3 separate regions of the Zea mays genome follow, and regions 1 and 2 are each linked to region 3. The links are chromatin contacts, called in public Hi-C maps. All regions are on one chromosome and are shown on one strand. The core of a region is the stretch at or near the end of the contact, and the rest is flanking DNA. Distances in the headings are between cores, read along the strand shown. Region 1 holds the start of LOC100276462. Region 2 holds the start of LOC103627905 (DEAD-box ATP-dependent RNA helicase 48). Region 3 holds the start of LOC100273088 (Protein BTR1).

Region 1 (3,044 bases), core at 544-3,043, 200 kb before region 3:
CACCGCACGACGCTCGTACTGGGTTGGTCTATGCATTATTAAATGGGTCGTGCCTCGGGCCGGCTCGCAAGACACGACCTATTTGGCCATCTATATCCTCTATCATCTACTATACTTAAAACATCAGTTTCAACGGTCATCCTGCGTCATCGTTTTAAAAAAAGTCCCTATATTTATTTTAAATCATTTGTTTAACCAGTAGAATATCATGCTCAGGTGTTTATAATATTGAACATAAATTGTGCATATGTATATATGATTTTTTGTAAAATAAAAAATAATCGTGTCAAGCCGGACCACCACTATGGGCCGAGGCTACGACCCAAGCATCGTACGGTGTTCGTGCCGGGTTGGCCCAGACACTATTAAATGAGTTGTGCTTCGGGCCGGCTCGCCAAACACGACCTATTTGGCCATCTATACATCCACACAATAATTATGGTCATCGTCTCAGTTGCCATCGCCTCGTTTGTCATTCTACTTCTTTTCTCTCTCCCCTTATGCCTCCACGTCCGCGCCACTCCATTCTCGGCAGAGGGCGTAGGAGCATGCGCCTCTATTCGTCCGACATCAGCCCCGATACCGATTCGCGCAGTGGCTATTGCACGTCCATGAGGACGTTTTACATCATGCATGCACCATCGTTTTCGCCGTCATCGGACGTCCCATTCATCTTCTCGGCTTTCGCCCTGTTCTTCCTCCCCAACCTGCTGACCCCGCCCACGGTCGCAGCCATGAGCCGACCGACGCGAGCCGGTCATGCCTCTTGCCTTTCTCCGTACGTATCGTCGAGGAGGACATGGTGGCGTCTACCACGCTTAGGTTATCTTGGCGATGAGGAGTCCAGTTCTGAGATATTGGACAACCAAGGTCCATAGCGTGGCAGCAGTCGGATATGCTACAGAGTTGGTGGTGGTGTTGTGTTGCTTCGGCGGGTTCAGGGTTGAGAAGACACTCACATCGCCCTTGTCAGATTGACGCCTGGTGCGGGTGCCTCTCGGTTTGGAGCTGCTCCGGTTGGACTTCTTTCTTCGCTTGCGTACTCTCTCCCTATATATCTAGCGGTGTACTACCTATGTCGCCTCTAGATGCCCAGATCTTCGTCGTGTCTTTCTCCGGCAACGAACGGGTATGTTCGACTCTTCCCTTCCCCTCCTGCTCTACGAAACCTTGGAAGTGAGGGAGGCGAGGGATGTGGATCTCTGATTTGCTGCCTGTGGTACCTGTCCGTTCATAAAAAAATATTATGCGAAAAGCGGAGACAATCAAATCTTTTTGGTGGATAATTTGCGTGGGTATTATTGTGAGCCGCCGCAACGCACGGGTAACTGACTAGTATGTGTTTATGTTAATTATGGATGATTTTTACCGAATTAATTTTTATAAAAGCTGGTGAAAAGCTGAGCGTTTGTGCAGTCCGTTGCTTTTGGTTAGAAGCTGAAAAAAGGCAAGATCTGACATGAGTTCACGTTTTTAATTTACAACGAGGAGGATCGTTGCAATCTAATCTGAGACCTAAAACCGGCAGAATCAATTGAAATCTAACACGAGACTGCTTCGAATAGCGCATGTATTGCAACTGCAGGACAATGTTTGCTAGTAAATAATAATAATAATAATAATAATAATAATAATAATAATAATAATAATAATAATAATAATAATAATAATAATAATAATAATCGATGGGCATTCAGTTTTGCTGGGCTTGCCGGCCCTGGCCGGCGAGGCGAGTAGGCGACCCGGCGTGCGTTGGACTCTCTCTCTCTCTCCCCCTTTTCAACGCGGTGGAGTCGAGCCGAACTCAACCCAACTTCTCTCCCTCTCCCTCGCCTGCCTGCCGTTCCGCGTTTGACCAACTCCCCCGCACCGTAACCCTAGCAGCAGATCGGCCATGGAGAGCTGGGCGACCTGGGTGGGGACAAGCGTCACCTCCGCCTTCTTCGCCTCCCTCGAGCGCTGCTCCTGCATCAACCTCTCCACCGACGACGACGACGACGACGAGGACCACGACGAGGCCAAGGACCGGCCCCTCATCCTCGCCGCCGCCCCACGCCACGACTCCGCCGCCAAGCCCGATCCAGACTCCGCCGCCGAGGACCAGGACGACCAGAAGCAAGAGCAGCCGCCGCTGCCGCCCGTATGAATCGAACCCGATTCCTTGCTTGTACTAGCTGCTACTGCTGTTATGTCGCCAAATAAAGTCGTGTGTGCGTGTGCAGTCAGTACTACTGCTCTGCTGCTACTATCCTAGTCCTAGTATATTAGTATATTATACAGTCCTCTGTGAAATTTGAATCGACTCGAAAACCAAACCCCACCAACATGAGCTTGTTAATATTTGTCCTCCCGAATCAACCAGCGCTTGTTAATAATGGCTGATGATGCATGCTTCTACTATCCTGCCTGCACTCTGCAATCACTTTGAACTTGAATTTTCATGTGTAGTGTAGTGAGTAGTGCAGATTTGTATATAGATGTGGCTTGTTGCTGCTTGCTGCGTAGTAAGTAAAGTAATCCATTCACTGGGAATGATCTTCCGATGGTGTTCATGAAAATAGCACCATCTGTACTTTCTATCCAGCGGTGCTTGCAATAATAAAGAACGATTAAAGGTTTCCCCAGTTGTCTGGTAGGAGAGTACCGTCTCTGAGTAGTAGGAAGTTCTAGTAGTATTTGGCAGAGACCAAAAGCAAGCATTGTTGTATTAGTGGGTGGATGCTGAAAAGGAGTATTTGCTACGATAGAGTGCCACATCACAAGCACAGGGAGATGACGGAGAGGATTAGAATACCATTCGCAATAGATAGCTGATGCTTTGATATATTAGTGAGAGATGGAGATAGTTATGTTAAACAAGGATATTGCGGACCATATCAATTTATTTATGTGACACATATGTTAATGGTGAATGCAAAAATTGCACAAAAAAAAGTTTCCCTTTCTATATTTTTTCTTTTCAATTAGTGAAGAAAACAAAGTTTTACAATAAATTAGAATATCGGAATATCGACAGCCTCCTACAATGTTATGGGGCATTATAG
Region 2 (2,734 bases), core at 48-2,547, 130 kb before region 3:
CAGATTTGATTATACTGGGGTTATATCCACGGACAACAGCAACAGACTCAGCCATCTGCAGTCTTGATACCCTATCTGGACCACCGACATTCAGGAGGACCTGGACTTTTTTGCCATCATCTGAAGCATGCGCTTCCATGCCAGTCACCATGGTACAATGGAAAGCAATTGGTAAGAGGAAAAACACTAAAATCGAAACGTTATATCTGATCTGGAACACGTTAAAATTGTTTAGAGTGAAACACAAGAAAGAGTATTGCTGAACTCAAACGGTCATACCTGGGAACCAAGTCTTTGTTAGTGACAAAATTACGTCCACCATATCTTTGACATAGACAGGGCACCGGAATTCATCACTGAAGAACTCAACCTGTTGGCCTTGTGAAAGAACACCATCCATCCACTGTATCCAAATGGCAAGTACTTTTCTTATAAGTTGGGGGGGGGATAGCAATAGCATAACTATTGGTGAGTAGCGAGTAGTGCATTTTTACCTGAATCGGAAGGGATTTTGCCACAGGAGAGATTGTTTGTGGCCCATATATAATGCTGCTTCTCAAGATCGCATAGTTCGAGCATTTCTCAACGATTAGTTTCTCCGCTGCAACTTTAGATTTTCCATACATGTTCACCGGCATTGTCTCGTCCTCTTCTTTGTAGAAGGATTTCACCCCCTCATAAACTATCAGTACAGGAGAGGCATAAGAGTCTAGGATGTACATACATGCACCACAGATAAAAAAAAAATGCCTGAGGACTGTACCTTGATCGGTTGAGAGCTGAATCAAAAGCGAGTCTTCATTCCCAAAACTTAGCAACCAATTCACAAGCGAAGAAGGCACATTGGTAGCCATAGCAGCAGGTGGATCCAATTCGCATGCCCGAGGAACTGACATCGCAGCACAGTTGACAACCACGTGTGGCTGAAACATAACATGTGGTACAAGTTAGAATGCTCTGCTAGTGGAGATTGGAGAACTAATGTAGTAGAACCAGTAGTAAGAGCACAAGTTCGTATGAAGCAGAGAGCTGCGGTGGGAATGCGGACGCGTATGTACCTGGCCAAAGGACGCGGAGATCGCCTCGAAGCCGTCGCCGGAGCGGAGGTCGGCGCGGAATGCGCGGACGGAGGGGAGCGTCTCGAGGAGCGGCTGCGGCGGGGCGGGGCTGTGGTGGGTGAAAGCGACGTCGAGGCGGTCGACGGTGGAGGACGCCGCGAGGAGGTGCTGGCCCAGGTAGCCGCTGCCGCCCACCACCAACACCCGCTTCCTCTCCTCCTTCCCCGCCATCTGCTGTGAACGCGATGCGAGAGATTTGCGAGGGAGCTCGGCTTCGGCGGCGGACCGTGGGTCGCACCCACCCACCCACCCTTCATTTCAGTTTCAACTGAGAGCGTGATACGTGTCCTGCTGGGGGAGGCGGAAAGCCTACTACACTCCTGAAGTGCGGAAATCCAAAGTGTGTTGTGTTGCGTTGCCTGAATGCCTGCCCGCCGCCAAAACCCATAAACCCTACCCTCTACAGCGCCTCCGTCGCTGCTCCCGGCGGCGATGGGGGGTGGGCCGCGCACGTTCCCGGGCGGGCTGTCTAAGTGGCAGTACAAACGCATGCACGAGAAGCTGGCGCGGCAGAAGCAGCGGGGGCTCCTCCGCCACGAGAAGCAGCTCTACCTCGCCCGCCTCCGCTCCGAGATCCGCGCCTCCCGCCTCCCTGGCGCCGCCGCGGAAGCTCCACCGGGGGGCGAGGGGCCCACCTCGTCGCGCGCCCACATCCGCGCCCTTGCCGACCGCTTCCGCAGGCCCGGCGCCGAGGACCTCTGGAACGAGGACGACGGGCCCCTCCGCCGCGTCAAGCGGCCGCCCACTGGGATCGCGTCGGGTGTCCGGCACCAGCAGCAGCAGTTGGACTCGGGGAAGCCCCGCGGAGGACCGAGTTGGGAGGACCTGACCTCTCTGGATCAACCGAGGCCTTTAGACAGGGGAAAAGGGCCGACCTCGGCCGCGTTCAATCCGAGAAGAGAGTACCTAACGGTGGTGGCGCCCTGGTGCCCGCGTTGGGATCCGCGACCTCTCGGTTTCGTTGCTCCCAAAAAGTCTTATCCGGTGATGACTCGTTGCTCCGTGAGTTGCCAGCCATGTGTCGACCTGAGGCCATTGGTTGCTAGTGGGCTTACTGAGGATGGGAATGGAAGGAAGGACACGCCATTGGCACAGTTTAATCAGGAGAGGTTCTACTCGGTGGCTGCGAGGCGATTCGGCAGGAAATGGAGACCAGATTCGTCGGACCAGGATGACAAGGGCACGTCTGCGCCCAAGAAGAATCTGAGGTTCGGAAAAAAGTTTGGGGCTTCGAGCGAAGAGGATTCAGAAATTGACGAGTCTGGGGACACAGGTGCCATCAGGAGGAGGTGGAGCAGTGCTGCTCTCAGGAACTGCGATGTGAAGAAGGAAAGGCGGGTGCTCAAGTCTTACGAGGAGGAAAGCAATGATCTCGCGGGTAGAATCCAAGAGCTGCGAGAGGAGATTAGAAATAGGGAGGTTTTGGGCACTGAGAGGAGGCGTTACGAGTCCAGGGGTGAATCTCTGCTTACCAGTAAAAGGTCACACTCATATCTCATTATATTGTGTACTGTTTATATTTTCTGTGTAGCCTAGGAACTTCATAGAAAGTTGTATGTGTGTGGGCTGTTCATGAAATTTATGTAAAGCAATGAAATATTCTTGAAATGTGTGCA
Region 3 (2,954 bases), core at 371-2,870:
TCATATAGGTTACCAACAGAACTGACTACGTAGACAAGTGTACAGTGCTAAGGTACCTTTCAACAAGAGGAATATAAATGATCATAGAAACAACTTTTAGTCTATGTGCAATTACTTGCACAGAGTCATAGATCCCAAGTAACATGGTTTAAGCATCACCAATTAGCGTATTTTCACAAACATAACCAGTTGAAAACTTTAGTATCCCAACATTTTCAGGATAGCAGGCACTTTTGGCATAATTATTTCCATCCAATGACCTGCACTTAATGACTTAATTCAAACAGGACCATATATCTGTAACTGAAACTTCTCTTTAAAGAGAGAGAGAAGGGATAACTTATAACACTAAGTTTCGGGAGTGCCATCATTATACTAAGGTCATTCTCAATGGATAGTTTCATCGCACTGTTTTCAAGGATGTCATATCAACATTTCTCTAGGTAACTATGTATCTAGAGTTCTTCTTAATATAATGATACGCAGCTCTCCTGCGTTTTCGAAAAAAAAAACTATGTATCTAGAGTTTCATCCCCATAAAACTCTCATCTTTCATGAAACTCCCTCATATCTCTCTTCATTAACTTGTATGCCATGTCATCCTGTTTGCTTAGGTGGCATGTCATTTAATAAGAATGAAACTCCTATAAAACTCACACTGAGAATGGCCTAAGAATAAGTTTAATAATATAGCCAACAGTGAGCTTTATAATGTTATGTCATATATAGACAACTAAAAACATACTCATATAATAACTCTCTAATGATATAAGTTGTACATTTAAAAATGGGTCCATCTCTTTCTCTCACAAATTGTATTAGAGTCCGTGAATAGCCCGCTTTCAGCTGGCTACTTAGTGGGCAATCCGCTTTCCTTCTCTCTCCATTTCTCTTTCTTCCACGTCACCATAAATAACGTGGTGTCACATTTATCATGGCATCCTGCAGTTAAATGTCCTAACTTAAGCCTGTCATGCCCAGATAATAACCCGCATCATTATCAGCTTCCAGTACATTATGTGCAACACATGATGTGCACCGGCGTCAGCAATCCAACCGAGGACAAATATTATTACAGATAAACCAGCACTGAACCGAACGTCGTCCGCAGTGACGTTTATCATTAAGATTGGAAGTGGAGACAAAGGGCAACCCCGTGAAGGCGATCCTATGGGAAACGCAGCTCAAATCGCAGCGCGCCGATGGCGACGCGACACTGGCGCCGGCTACTGACAGATCTCGAGGCATCGGGGCGGGAAGCGGATGCCCAGATCTCACGGATCCAGGCACACGAGCTCATGGGCCACGTACATACAGACGCCGGGGAGAGCGAACCTGCCAGCACCCCGCTCGCGCGACGGGACGGAGAAGGGAGAGGGAGGCGCGTGGCAGTTACCTCCTTCCTCGGAGGGAGGCTGCTGCTGCGGTGGGGAGCGAGGGGCACGCTTGGGGGCGGATTCCGGCGAGGAGGCGTAGGGCGAGCCCGGGGCTTCCATCCTCCGTTCCTTTGGCGGGGCGGGGCGGGGCGGCGGCGGTGGGTGGCGGAGGCCGATGCGGGAAACTCTAGCTAGATCTCCCTGGGCCTACGCCATGGCTTCCAAGTGAAGTGCGGAAGGAGAGCGATGGAGCGGGGGCTGGTTGGGCTTTTTTTTTTTTTTGGACTTTATGGGTGGACCGTTTTCTGTTTTTGGGCTTGCCGTCATTTGCGTGCTGCTTGCTCCCCATTACCGCGAGTCCGTCACAGGGTAGAAAACCGTTTCTGGTAATCGTATCATTTTCAAAAATTATCATATTTCAATTTTAAATTTCAAATATCTATCAATATGTATTATAGTCGTCATTGAGTAGATTAATTATAAAACCAGGTGTATATATATATATATATATATATATATATATATATATATATATATATATATATATATATATATATATATATATACTACTTATTAAGACGGTAAGAGTAGTCTGCCGTTCTGCGATCTTAGCCGTCCATTCTATCCTGTAAACAATCTCAACCGTCTGATCCCGACGTCCGATCCCGCACAGCCATCAGGCACGCAGCGTCCCGGCCGCTTGCCAAAAACCCTAATCTCCAGCACCCGCCGGCCACCGCTTGCCTCCTCTCCTCTCCAATTCCTCCACCTCCTCTCCAGCGTGGCTCGCGAGGCCCGCGCGCCGGTGCAGAAGACCTCAAACAGGGGCTGCATGTGCTCCGGGAACGGGGAGGATGGGTCCGGGGAGGGGGAGTCGTGCGCGGGCACATCCAGCGCGTGGAAGTACACCGCCGCGGCGTCGGGCCCCCAGCCGTGCAGGCGCGTGCGGACCTCCCTGAGGCGCGGCTCCGGCGCGGCAAAGTGGACAGGAAGCCCCCGCGATGTGAGGAGCAGGGACAGGTGCAACAGCTGGTTCAGGTGACCCTGCGCCGGGACGACACCGTCACGATGGCCACGGCGGCGGAATCCATCCGCCGGGCTGGGGGAGGCCTTGGATTGGATCTGTCGGCAGCTCGCGGCGCCGCAGAGACACCGTAGTACACGACGGCACATGCAGAGTCAGACTTCGAGGTGGGGCTGTACCTCGACACCATCTGGATGCCCGCTCCCACCCTCGGCATCTCTTCCTTCCATGTCGCCACCAAGCCCAGCTTCCATAGGTACGTCTCTCGTCCTCCAGGATCTTGTTCCCCTCGGCTCCCCTGTGGGGGTGTGGTTCGACTGGGCACCTAATAGGGTTCTTGGAGAGCGGCCGGTCCATGGCACAGCGGGGCGAGCTAGGGCGGCAGCTCCCGCTGAGAGGCCCCCTCAAAGCCCTAGAGGCAGACATCCACCACGCTAACGCCATGTAAGCATGGATACTACTCACTCCACCTTGGATTGTGCGCTATTTTGGGCAATTCCTCCTTTGCTTGCGCGTTTAATTAGATTTTTTTCGAATGACCACACACGCTGAAA

What was found. A called contact is a pair of places that touch in the nucleus more often than the background predicts.
Region 1: a contact with region 3 is called in a Hi-C map of bundle sheath, with 2.3 times the contacts expected there. The contact joins the promoter of LOC100276462 here to the promoter of LOC100273088 in region 3. A contact is called at or near these places in 2 of 25 Hi-C or Micro-C datasets (bundle sheath and leaf).
Region 2: a Hi-C map of endosperm shows a contact between it and region 3, with 2.2 times the contacts expected there. The contact joins the promoter of LOC103627905 here to the promoter of LOC100273088 in region 3. A contact is called at or near these places in 6 of 25 Hi-C or Micro-C datasets (ear, endosperm, leaf and 1 more) and 1 of 3 datasets of contacts at active chromatin or transcription factors (leaf).

Annotation. Positions count from the first base shown.
Region 1 is chr5:224,925,309-224,928,352 of Zm-B73-REFERENCE-NAM-5.0, reverse strand. It overlaps LOC100276462, which reads left to right and starts at 1,793. Exons shown (of 1, transcript NM_001150248.2): 1 at 1,793-2,340. The coding sequence starts at 1,895. The coding sequence ends at 2,146.
Region 2 is chr5:224,860,820-224,863,553 of Zm-B73-REFERENCE-NAM-5.0, reverse strand. LOC103627905 (DEAD-box ATP-dependent RNA helicase 48) reads left to right here and starts at 1,297. Exons shown (of 10, transcript XM_008648219.3): 1 at 1,297-2,599. The coding sequence starts at 1,551. LOC100284132 reads right to left here and starts at 1,338. Exons shown (of 6, transcript NM_001367008.1): 1 at 1,059-1,338; 2 at 764-923; 3 at 495-682; 4 at 280-403; 5 at 1-120. The coding sequence starts at 1,289.
Region 3 is chr5:224,728,728-224,731,681 of Zm-B73-REFERENCE-NAM-5.0, reverse strand. It overlaps LOC100273088 (Protein BTR1), which reads right to left and starts at 1,620. Exons shown (of 8, transcript NM_001254882.2): 1 at 1,397-1,620. The coding sequence starts at 1,496. It also overlaps the pseudogene LOC103628911.